3 separate regions of the Mus musculus genome follow, and regions 1 and 2 are each linked to region 3. The links are chromatin contacts, called in public HiChIP or PLAC-seq and promoter capture Hi-C maps. All regions are on one chromosome and are shown on one strand. The core of a region is the stretch at or near the end of the contact, and the rest is flanking DNA. Distances in the headings are between cores, read along the strand shown. Region 1 holds the start of Padi4 (peptidyl arginine deiminase, type IV). Region 2 holds the start of Sdhb (succinate dehydrogenase complex, subunit B, iron sulfur (Ip)). Region 3 holds the start of Padi1 (peptidyl arginine deiminase, type I).

Region 1 (4,111 bases), core at 286-2,785, 72 kb after region 3:
GCACACCTTTAATCCCAGCACTTGGGAGGCAGAGGCAGGCGGATTTCTGAGTTCAAGGCCAGCCTGGTCTACAGAGTGAGTTCTAGGACAGCCAGGGCTATACAGAGAAACCCTGTCTTGAAAAAAACAAAAAATAAAAATAAAAAAAAATCAGGCTGGGGACCAGGGAGATGATATTTGCCAGAAAGCTTGGTGACCTGGGGTTCAATGCCCAGGACTCACATGGTGGAGGGACAGGAGGGACAAAACAGACTCCTACCATGTCTTTATACTATGGCTGGTGGCCTGGCTCCTGTACCAAACCCCCTGAGGACAGAAAGGGACCCTGGTCCTAACTCCTATTTAGGGATCACGGGACCCAGGAGCCTTTTTTTGGCCTCTCAGACCCCCAGTAGCCTCCTGTCCAGCACACACATGTGCTGAGCTCTGGGGACGCTGGCCAGGAGGCCATGGGCTCAGGTCTACCGAATCCTGCGGCCTTTGATGTGGAGCCAAAGGAGACCCTACAGCCCCCCAAACACCCTGTGCTCTCGGCAGCCTCCGAGACAGACACACCCTCTCTGGGTGCTCCCTGTTAGGACTTGTCATCCCCACCCCCAGTTCACCCCATGAGCAGACAGCCCTGGCACCAGGTGCAGAGCCCTCATGAGTGCCCTCAGGGCGGGCGCGGCCCACACCCGCACCATCTGGTCTTCTGGGGGAGGTCCTGTAGAGGCAGATACCCAGGGTATGCAGCAAACCTCACCTCTAGGTTGGGTAACATGGTTTCCCCTCCCAGCCGTGCCCATGGCCCCCACTACTTTTTCCTCTCTGTGCTTCAGCTTTCCCTTCTATAAAATGGGCTGGCAGTCAACTGCCCTCGGATGCTTGGTGTTACAGTGAGAAGCCTTTGTCTTAAGGTTTGAAAAGACCACGTCACCAGGACAGACTGCTAATAAAGGCCCTACCCTGTGGCCAGCTTCTGTTCAAATCCTTACTGGCTGCAGAGCCTCCTCTACCCTGGGCCTCAGTTTCTTCATCTGGAAAGTGGGTGTGATGATGTGAGCTGACCTCAGAGATGCTTCAAGGATGAAGTGGGGGAAGGGACTGCAACAGCTTGAGTTTCACAGACTGTCCTGGGAGCATTTCAGCGGAGAGCAAGTCCCGAAGAGAAGAGTGGGGGGTAGGGCGGCGACCTCAGCCACGCCCAGAATAGCCTTCTGTTTAGCCTTCTCCTGCCTTTCTCCCCTTCTTTCCAATGTCTTGTTAAGTGTGCTTGGGCAAGATGTGCAGTCCTGGCCCAGGCAGGGGTGGCTAAGGGCATAGCCTGTGCTCTCCCCTCACAGGCTTCCGAGTGCCCCACTCTTCTGCTGTTGCAGGCTTCACTGTGGACACCCATGGGTGGGTGGGGGGGTCCTGGGTGGCCCAGGGTAGAGGAGGCTGTGCAGCCACTGGGGCACCTGAGTGGAGAGGGGCTGGGCCTCCGGGGCAGGGCAGGTGCTGACTCATGGGCTCGCCTGGCACTATAAAGGAACCAGCCCAGGGGCTTCCTGCTGCCTGCTGACCGAGCGAGCAAGGATGGCCCAAGGCGCGGTGATCCACGTGGCCCCCGAGCAGCCCACTCACGCCGTGTGTGTGGTGGGCACAGCGACCCCGCTGGATGTCCGCGGGTGAGAGGGGCAGAGATCCTGGGCCTGTGGGGGCAGTTTGGGGCAGGCAGGAGCTGGGCGCTGCTGGCCCAGCTCAGGTTCTGGGCAAGAGATCTGCTAGAGAGATAAGCCAGAGGTGTGGGGCCTATCGTGCCAATTAGTTCTCTGTGAGGTATAAATACAACTGCCTGGCACTCAATGCAAGGAATTACAGGGCTGCCTAACAAGGGAGAAACAGTCCCTGCTGTAGGCTGACGGTGGGGAGGGCTTGGGCAGCTGGGCCTGATTTACCTTACCTCATGAAATGACTTTAAGGATTAAGTGTGGCAACTCCAAATGTGTTTGTTAAGCACTCTATGGTGCTGTTTGTTAAGTACTCCATGGTGCTGTTTGTTAAGTACTCTGAGGTGCTGTTTGTTAGGTACTCCACAGTGCTGTTTGTTAGGTATTCCGTGGTGTTGTTTGTTAAATACTCTGAGGTACTGTTTGTTAGGTACTCTGTACAGTACTGGGCAGATCAGATCCCCAACAGTTCATTTGTTGTTCATTTTTTCCATTCCCTTGTACATTCAACAAATATAACCTGAGTACTTACTGAGCACTGTGACCTCTGCCAGGTTCCGGGTCACCTAGGACAATGGAGGAAGCCTCGTGGGTGGAGTCTGATGCAGCCTTTCATGTGGGAATTGCAGCAGCTTCCCCCACAGAGCTGGGCATCGTGACCCAAGTGATGTCCATAAAGGCCTCTGGGAGGTGCCCAGGGTCAGTGGGTCAGTGACTGTCTGACCCCAGCAGCAGGAAAGCACTGGCGGTCTGGGTGGCTCACAGGCCACTGGTGAGAGGCTGAGGACACAAGGAAGGGAAAGCCTGGTATCATCAGAGGCGCCCACTCCCAGAGGACAAGCTGCTTGAAAGTGGGTGCCGAGTAGAGGCCAGAGGCCAGAGCTAGCCCAGCATCCTCGCCAGGATCCCAGGCTAGCTCTCGCCTTAAGTCTAGGTCACAAGTGCTCTTATTGTCTGTAGATGCAGGGGTGTGTGGGAGCCTGCGGAGGCCAGGACAAACTCAGGTGTCATTCCTCAGGCTCTGTGTACCGAGGTCGGCAGCCAGCCTGTGGGAGTCAGCTCTCCTCTCACCATGTGAGCTCCAGGACTCAGGTCGGCAGGCTTGGCAGCAGGCGCCTTTGTCCACCGAGCCATCTTGCTGATCCTGATGGAGGTTTTCAAATGGGGAGATCTGAGCATTTGATCAGACAGGGGTGTTGATGAAAATGTGGGTGTTTGTCCCCCGGGAAGAGCCAAGACTGGGGCATGTCCCGTCCGTGAGAAGGGAATACAAGAATGGGAGGGCTGTACTGCGGGGGGTAGAGGGGGACAGCAGCTTGTGCCGCTTGCATGAGGTCTTGGAAGAACTTCTGCCCTTCTCAGGGCATGGGCTCAACCTGCCTTTGCCTCCCAGCTCTGGGAGCAAGCCTGCACCCCCGCGCTTAGCACACGGTTCTGGGGCGCAAACTCGAGTCCTGGGCCTTTCATAGAGCCACACCAGGATCTGACATAAATAAGTAAATAGACAGACCGACAATAAATCATTTTAACTGCCCCTCCCAGGCAGTGCTATATGAGCAAGCCCCTAAACAGGGCTACCAAGCTCTGTGGCCCTGTCAGGGACTCAGGCCTAACCCCACAAGCATGGGGACCAGGGGACAAAGAAGAGGCCACCTGTGGTTTGAGAGGCCCCAGGTGACACTAGAAGGTGTTGTGTTCACAATGGGAACCCCAGCCTATGCTGGGGGTAAATGAGTGCCGTGAATTAGGTAGATAATTTCTCCGTGGCTACGCATGTACACACGCACATGGGGGCGGGGCACCTGCATGTGCAGGGAGGGCCAGACCTTGTGCATAGTGGTTTTCTGGTTTGTTGAGTGAGTGAAAGGAAGTTGGCCCTCAGTCACTCTGGGATCTTTTTACAGGAATGGCAGGGATAGGGGTAGGGGGAATATACTCGAAATCAAAACCCTTTTCTGGTCATTCTGTGTTGTCTCCCCAGGGCAGGCTCCAAACCATCCCCACCCAGCCTTTTCCCACAGTCCTCCAGGAAAGTCCGGCCTCTGTGCCACGTAGCTCTCTGATCCTTGAGTGCGGTGTGGAGCCAAAAGATGGGCGTGAGGAAAAGAGAAAGGACAGAGAATGTTCCAGGAATCAGGCTTCTCCACACCTGTTCTGGAACCCTCCTCCTCGCTGGCCTCGCTGTGACTGTCACTGTCACTCCTCCACACTGGCTTTCCTTCTTTTTTTTTTTTTTTTTTGTTTGTTTCTTGGTTTGTTTGTTTGTTTGTTTTTTCGAGACAGGATTTCTCTGTGTAGCCTTGGCTGTCCTGGAACTCACTTTGTAGACCAGGCTGGCCTCGAACTCAGAAATCCACCTGCCTCTGCCTCCCAAGTGCTGGGATTAAAGGCGTGCGCCACCACACTGGCTTTCCATTACC
Region 2 (3,945 bases), core at 863-3,362, 120 kb before region 3:
CACAGACAGGAGGCCTCTGGAAAGTAGGCAAAGGCCTCTCCTGAAATCCTACCAGAGTCCGACCTTTGAAGCCAGCCTCTTCTACACTCAGAAAGCCCAGCCTGAGCCTGAGAAGTCACCCCTTACAGCAGGGCTCTTACAACTCAACTGCTGCCTCAGCAACGAGGAAAGAGGCTGAAGAACAAGGTCACCAAGAACCATTAACTGGACAACCTATCATGTGGCTCCTCCCCCAAACCGACACACCCCCTTTGTTAGCCACTGATTGCTGCAGCTCTTCAACTAGGGGTGGGGCCTTGTGAAATTTCTCCCATTCCCCTTGGCACGGACTGGTGTTGTGATTATTCATCCCATGTTCTCAGCCCTAAACTCGTCATGCATAAGGAACACTAAATGCACTTAAGAGATTGTGTATGTATATATTTAGCAATGATAATTAAAGAAGTCATGAGTGTGAAAGGGAGGGGAGGCATGGGAGGAGAGAGGGGGTGGAAATTATTTAAATACAGTACTCATGCATAACATTCTCAACAACAAAAACAGAATCATTAACTGAATATCTGGGACACCAGCCTGAGGCTCTGGTAAGGCACTGTCTGTTTTTGTTGAGACAGGGTCCCAAGTAGCCCAGGTTGGCCTTGGATTCCGTGTGGGGCTGAGGATGTCCTTAAACTCCTGATCTTGCTGCATCAGCCTTTGGAGTGCTGGTGTGATAGGTGTGCATGCAAAGGGATGCACAAGTCGGGTGGTGGTGGTGGCTCACACCTTTAATCCCAGCACCCAGAAGGCTGAAGCCGGAGAATCTCTGAGTTCCAGGCCAGCCAGGGTTGCATAAAGACACTGTCCGAAAAGTCAAAACCTAACCAAAACAACACTAAAATTATCACAGGGTGGAGATTCATCTTAGCACTTTGGAAGGAGCAGAGTTCAGTTCCCTGCACGCATATGGCGGCTGATAACCACCTGTGACTCCAGTTCAGGAAATACAGCTCTCTTTTCTCCACGGGCACATGGTGCATATACATGAAAGCACACACTCATACACACACACACAAATCTAAAAAAAAAAAAAAAAAAAACCAACAAAACCCCCCAAAACAAAATGGGAGTTCCTGTTGTCCGCCTGTGAAGGACTATCCAGAAGCCCAGAGGAGGACTGAATGGTATCTGTAAAGTAAGGAGAGGCAGTTTTTCTCGCCTTTCTAAATGCTTCTACTGTGCAGCTCCCGAGGATACAGGGCGTGTGGGGAGACCTATGACAGAGCTACTACAGAATTATTAACAAAAGCAGCTCCAGGCTCTGCCTGTCATCCCATGCCAGCGGTATGAGATCAGTGCCGCTACACACCCCTGAATAAGCACGCTTCAGGGAACCGGGTCTTGCCTGCAGACTTCCACAGTACGGATCTTTCAAGGGGTCGGGGTCGCTTTCTTTCATGTCTCCCTTCCTCTGCGGGTCAAGTGCATTGCCTTGCAGAGTCCACCGCCCTCCGACCTGACCGATCCAGACCAGCCTAACCTGGAGGTGCGACCTGGCCTCCCGGGTCCCACCCCAGACACCCCGCAGGCCTCCCTTTCACACAAGCCTGGCGGAGTACAACTAGCAGGATTTGATTCTGGGTCCCGACCACAGGTCGCTCATCCTATGACCTTGACCTCTCCCTGTCCTCCTCCCAGACCTCTGTCTTTCTGTTCTCTCTTCCAACCTCCTCCCGGCCGCGCCTCTCTCTCCGGTGATGGAGAAGCGCGGAATGGCTGTCTGAAAGGATGCTCAAGAGCAGGATGCCGGGTTAAGTCCTCCCCCGAGGCCTGGACCCGGGCTCCTTCCGCCTCTCCGCGGCCTCTCTACCCAGGCAGCCTCGGTGACGGGCACGGCTCCCCACTGAACCACGGCTCCCGGGCTCACCTGCAGGCCGACTCTGCCGAGAACGGCAGCCGGGAAGCCGCGCTTCAAGGAGACCCCGACCGTCGCCGCCATTTTGGCTCCTGACGTCAGCCCCACCCCTTCCCCTCCGGCATCCCGTCGAACACCGCGGTGGGAAGCCGGCCTCTCACCCTGAGGACCGCTAGCCGCCTAAGCGCCAACGAGTGGAAGGCCGCTTCCGGTTTCTCCGAGCCAATGTACAGGAAGTGCGTGTGTGCAGCAGCGGCCCGTAGGGCGCATGCCCACTGGGCTTCCTATGTTCCTAAGGTGACCTCTGGAGTCTGAGGGGCGGGAGAGGGAAGGGTAGCGTGGAGGGGCGGGGCAGAGGCCAGGAGGGCGGGGCTTTCCTATTCTGCTGGTGGCTGTGATTTTTAACCCTTCTCTACTTGCAGTGGTGTCTGTCAATCACCTGTGACTCTTGTCTGGTCAGCTTTGTGCTAAATCTAGAGAACCTGTCAGTCCCTACCTGATTGGGACACTTGTTAAGTGACTGAAGTGATCAAAAGATGAACGTCACGTCGGTACAGAAGTTGCATGCCCGGCATATGGAGACAGTAGGAGAACCAAGCTCACCCTCCGCTACTTAATGAGGTCGAGTCCATCTGGGATACTTGAGACCCTGCCTCAAAACACACAAAACCAAAACCAAAGCAGCCAGAAAGGGTACCTAGTATGTGGCTGGTGCCAGCCTCTGGAATGCTGTGGTAAGTGAGCGAGCTGCTCACCTAATTCCTCTCTAACCCCAAGGAAGATGACAATAGGAAAGATGGGTGATGTAGCTTATAGGCTGTCCACCAAGGACCCACAGGCTGTCCACTGTCCCCAACTTCAGATCTTCCTACAGGTAAAGAACTGCAGAGAGCTGGGATTACAGCTGTGTGCCACCATGCCTGTGTGTGCTGAACAAGCCTTCTACTAACCGACCTGTGTCCTCAGATTTCGTCAGTTTCCTTAGTCACCTGAGCTGCTTTTTTTTTCTGGCACTTCTAGACAGGGTTTCTCTGTGTAGCCCTGACTGTCCTGGAACTCACTTTGTAGACCAGACTGGACTTGAACTCAGAAATCCGCCTGCCTTTGCCTTCCAAGTGCTGGGATTAAAGGCATGCGCCACCACTGTCCAGCCTTTCTGACACCTTTTATGGGTTCTCTCAGAGCCCCCCACCCTCTGACTGGGGATTTGACCACCTTGGGCAGGCGTGATCTTGGTATCCCAAGTCACTTGGTCTCTTGGGGCACCCAGTGACTTTGCTGGTCCTTGTTACCAGAGGAAGGATTTGATTTCTTTCCGCTCACCTTTGGCAGAGGAGGGCACTGTTTATAGTCTTGGGTTTCCTCACGCTGGCTCTTTTAGAAGACACTGGAGAAATTACCATGACAGGAGGAATGGCTAGATGGGGCCAAGTTTCTGGGAACTCACCCTGAATCTGGCTTCTCTGCCAGGTAGCCTCATTAAAGGGGGTGTGGAGAGGCCTGAACCCCTGGGGGTTACCTTGATCGCCCCCTCAAGGCCATGTGACCATTGACAAGTCCTTCGCCACTTTTTGACTTATAGCGTCCTTGCCTGAATCACTAGGGGTTGTGGCAGCTGAGTTAAGATTCTATGACTGGTGTGGTTGTCTTGCGCAACAGATGGTAAGGTGGCCTTGGCTTCTCAGGGGCCCTGGCTCAGCACTGGGTAGGTTCTTCTAGACTACCCAAGGGACCACCATCAGGGCCACCCAAATCGGCCAAGGTTGTAGGAAGGCTGTCATTTTCTTTGTAACTCCTCCAGGGTGTCAACAGGCAGTATTTCTAGAGAACTGGCCCCCTTAGCCATTTTTAGCCACCATGTCAAAGACAGACACCACTGCTACATGAATGGCCACCCAGGTCACCTTGGAAAAAGCATTGAGCAGCCAGCAAAACTGAGACCTTGATTTATTGGAGGGGCCCTTGGTGCCAGTGTGCCCACACACCCTGCAGTCACATCATTCCTGGGCGTCATGGGGATTTGGGGAGCTTAATGTTATGGAAGGATAATA
Region 3 (3,922 bases), core at 618-3,117:
TTGCAATCTTCTTCCTATTAAACTTCCAATTCACCAGCTGACACCATCAGCTGCACTGTCTTCAAGACCTGCTCTCCATCCCATTCCTCACTCCAATGACACCCCAGGATCAGGGCACCATCACCTCTGCCCAGAGGGTGGAGAGCCTGCAGCCTCTAACATCATCTCTCTTGCCTCTGGGTGGTGTCTATTCCTAGCCCATCAAGTCCTCAGAGCAAGGGACCTGGACTTCTCTGCTTCTGCTAGGGAAGAGTGCCCAGGAGCCCAGCAACACCTGTGTGAGCACAGGGCATCTGGGACCTTGTCACTCCACGTCTCAGAACTTGCCTCCTGAGCTCAGATAAGAGTTTCCCTATATACTCTTCTCCCTTTCTTTCTTTCCTTCTTTCCTTCCTTCCTTGTTGAAAGACCAGACTTAAACTCATTACACGGCTCAGGATGACCTTGAACTCCTGACCTCTCCTGTCGAAGATGCAGGCATTCACTGCCGTGACACTCAGTTTTATGCGATAGGAAAGATGGAAAGAAGATAGGAAGGAAGGAAGGAAGGAAGGAAGGAAGGAAGGAAGGAAGGAAGGAAAGAAGGAAGGACATTTATTATACCATTTCAAAAGTGTCCATACCCGTGCTTGTGTCTGTCTGTCTCTCTCATACACACAGATACCCAAACATGATCTACATCAAAATTAGTAGGCACATGCTCTATGTAACTTTTACCCTCCTCATGTTTCCCCTTGGGTCATTTTCAACTTTAAAGAAATAAGTTTCCTAGCACAGGAAGATGATATTAGGGGCAGCGCACCAACAGGTTTGTGTAGACCGTAGTCACGTGACGTCAGCCACGCGTGGAACTCGCTTTGCTGTTTGCCTGTGGGAAGGCTGGGTAAGACACCCGAGACGCCCCCATTCTCCAGGATCACATAAGGACGATTCCGTCCCTCCTCACAGGGCCACTGTGGGAGTGAAAGACGGGTAAGTGATCTGGGTAAGCTGGCGCAGGCTTAGTCCCAGCACTTGGGAGGCAGAGGCAGAAAGAGGAAGAGGAAGTGGATCTCTGTGAGTTCGAGGCCAGCTAGGTCTACAGAGTGAGTTCCAGGAACAACAACAACAACTAAATAAATAAATAAAAATAAAAAATAAAATAAAAAGAAAGAAAGAAAGAAGAAAGACATGTAAGTGAAGGAAGGAGGTAGAGTGGGGCATCTCGACCTAACACTTCGAGCCCATGGTCAAGGTGATCGCTCATTGACTTTGTGCCCTCTGATTTCTGGGAACCTCTGAGTTCTGGGTACCAGCATATCACCTCCTGGTGGATTTGTGCGCAGGCAGCTCTACCACTCTCTAGCAATGTAACTAGAGGCCTGACTAGCTGCCAGCACCTCTTTTAGACAAGGCTAACTCTCCCACTACCCTGAACTTTCACCCCGTGAGGTCCTCCTGTCTCAGTAGCTGTCACACACACGGGGTCACTGAGTCCAGGGGAGCTCTCGAGCCTCTGAGTGTCAGGCCTTGGATTCGAACCTCACACAATGCCCTGAGGACTGGACTGCCTCAGTCGGGAGATAGGATCTACACATTTCTTAGTGTGAGCCCTCAGAGAGGCAGTCGCAGGGTGGGCTCAGGCACCAAGAGGCTGGGTGGCAAGGCTGGGACCCTCTGAGCCTCCTTGTTGGCAGCCAAACCTGGCTGATTTCAGGTCCCCTTCCCACCCCACAGAGAGTTTCAAACACCTCCCTCCCAGCCTCCTAGATTGACAGCCCATGACTTAGGTGACTGGGCATGGAGCCAGGAGGTGGGGACCAGGCTCAGGCAGGCTCCCCAGGTTGCAGGGTGAAATTAAAAGGGAGGAGAGAGCTCCAGCCCATCAGAAGGCACGCTCCTACCCGGCAGCCGGGTGTCCCCAAGGAGATCTGGGGAGCCGGGGAGCATCTGGGGCTTGTGGCTGCTGGGCACCCAAGCTGACCCGACCAGGAGACTGGAAGCTCGACACAGGATGGCCTCCCCGAGAGCTGTGCAGCTGTCTCTGAGAAAGCCGACTCACGCTGTGTGCGTGGTAGGTGTGGAGACACTGGTGAACGTCTATAGGTAAGACCCGGGATGCTTTCCTGTTCTCAGGGCAGGGGATCCGCAGGCAAAAGAGGGTGCAGGGGAGGGGAGCTGGCAGGGTGATGTCAGACACCAGAGATGGTGGAGCTGCCTTCAGAGCTTATGGGGGAAGGAAATTGGGTCTGCCCAGTGCACTGGGGTCAGGACATTGGGTCCAGTCCCTGGATGAATGAAGGTGGGCTCAGGAGATGACCCTGAGTCCTGGGACCAAGCTCTGTCTGGGTTCTACATGACAGTCTTCAAATGGAGCAGCAGAAGGAAGTGGGGCTGGAGCCAGGGAAGAGGGTTGGGCCCCCCTTCCTCCCTCCACGTCTTGCCAGTTTTCCACCTCTCTGCGGTTAGGGGTGTGCATGTGACATCTTGACCCTTGGAGGCCAGCCAGGGACAACCAGAGTGACTGGGATTAAGAGGGAGTGGTCAAGGCATAACTCAATGACTTAATTTAAGAAGCGATCCTGGAGCAAAGCCTGGGACTTGGGCTGGCAAGAGACGATGATGGTGATGATGATGGTGATGATGGTGGTGTGGTGGTGGTGATGATGGTGGTTGTGATGGCGGCAATAGCGACATCTGAATAAGATAGCCATGACTTCAGTTTTCCCCATCGACCCAAATCTTCCCTGTCCTGGCTCTGCTTAGATAGGGATGCAGGGACCTGGTCGGCAGCCTCAGCTCTTTACCTGATCACTATGGAAGTTGGTGATCTCTGAGGCCTGTGGAGCTCTAGGTGAGGTGCCTTCCACAGGAAGCTGAGGGCCGGGAGTTGCCAGGCACCATCTGAACTCAGCTCACCCTTGGGGCTCAGTCCTACATTAGCCCAGGCAAATGGGGGAGCGCTGTACCCATTGCCTGTCTGAACTTCACTGATGCTTTTTGTCTTAACTGTAATGCTGTAGGGTCCCGGGGACAGGGATGGGAAGGGACAGACAGACACTCTGGAGGCCAGACTTTGACTACCCTCCACTGGGAACCAGAGTGGCTAATGGAATTATATCCACTCTTGCCCGTTTAGCATACGAATCTAGATTTAATGAATAGGGTACATTGAGTGAAGAGAGGTGGGGGAAGAAGGAGGAAGAGGAGGAGGAAGAAGAGGGAAAGGAAAGAGATAGAGACAGACAGAAACAGAGAGAGACAGACAGACAGAGAGAGACAGACAGAGAGAGAATTTTTGGTGCTCCCTGGGCCTTCACACATGCTAGACAAATGTTCTACCTCGGGACCAGCCCCCAGAATTTTTTTTTGGCTATGGCGTGGAGCATCCGTACCCTGCATCCTGCAGCTGAGCTGAAGCTCGGCTGAGACCCCCCCCCCCTGTGCTGCATCTGGCAGTCTGCTTTGACACTGATGTCAGGGGAGGAGAGCCCATGCGTGGGTCCCGCCTGCCTGAATCCAGGGCCCTGCTCTCGCCTAGGGATAAGGCTGTTTCTAGAAAGGTTCTTCCAAACCTCAGCCCTGGGTTACTCTACTACGGCACTTGGCAGAGTGCCAGGTCTACCTTCTGTCATCCGGTCCCCATCCCCATCTGGTCCCATCCCTCCCACCCCCATCCCTCCCCTGACCCCCATCCCACCCCACCCCATCCCACCCCCACCACAGCTAACTTCTAGAGTCCCTGGCTTTTCATTGCCCAGGGCTCTGAGTCCTGATTGGATGATCTGGGCCCCTCTGAAGTTCAGTGTGGCGGTTACATATGCAGCCCGGTGCGGTGCGCATCCTGGCTCTGTTGGTCCCTGGCTGTGTGGTCTCACCCCGGCGAGACACTGCCCTTCTGGGAGCCTGCTTCTGCTTCTCCGAGTGAACTCAACAGTGCCAC

Evidence for each region. HiChIP or PLAC-seq counts read pairs in DNA pulled down with a chosen protein or histone mark. Capture Hi-C pulls out chosen DNA fragments and counts their contacts.
Region 1: a promoter capture Hi-C map of liver shows a contact between it and region 3. The contact joins the promoter of Padi4 here to the promoter of Padi1 in region 3. A contact is called at or near these places in 1 of 39 promoter capture datasets (pre-B cells), 4 of 484 Hi-C or Micro-C datasets (the C2C12 cell line, CD4 T cells, female germline stem cell-derived STRA8 germ cells and 1 more), 3 of 115 datasets of contacts at active chromatin or transcription factors (embryonic hindbrain, embryonic stem cells and pancreatic cancer cells) and 3 of 9 other capture datasets (adipose tissue, liver and pancreatic islet).
Region 2: a contact with region 3 is called in an H3K4me3 HiChIP or PLAC-seq map of bone marrow-derived macrophages, with 2.9 times the contacts expected there. The contact joins the promoter of Sdhb here to the promoter of Padi1 in region 3. A contact is called at or near these places in 3 of 39 promoter capture datasets (the HPC-7 cell line, neural stem cells and pre-B cells), 1 of 15 datasets of contacts at CTCF or cohesin (large pre-B cells), 7 of 484 Hi-C or Micro-C datasets (the G1E-ER4 cell line, the HPC-5 cell line, embryonic stem cells and 4 more), 13 of 115 datasets of contacts at active chromatin or transcription factors (CD8 T cells, T-cell acute lymphoblastic leukemia, bone marrow-derived macrophages and 6 more) and 4 of 9 other capture datasets (adipose tissue, embryonic stem cells, liver and 1 more).

What each region holds. Positions count from the first base shown.
Region 1 is chr4:140,771,627-140,775,737 of GRCm38.p6, reverse strand. It overlaps Padi4 (peptidyl arginine deiminase, type IV), which reads left to right and starts at 1,535. Exons shown (of 16, transcript NM_011061.2): 1 at 1,535-1,649. The coding sequence starts at 1,558.
Region 2 is chr4:140,959,438-140,963,382 of GRCm38.p6, reverse strand. Sdhb (succinate dehydrogenase complex, subunit B, iron sulfur (Ip)) reads right to left here and starts at 2,112. Exons shown (of 8, transcript NM_023374.4): 1 at 1,907-2,112. The coding sequence starts at 1,978.
Region 3 is chr4:140,843,723-140,847,644 of GRCm38.p6, reverse strand. Padi1 (peptidyl arginine deiminase, type I) reads left to right here and starts at 1,867. Exons shown (of 16, transcript NM_011059.2): 1 at 1,867-2,085. The coding sequence starts at 1,994.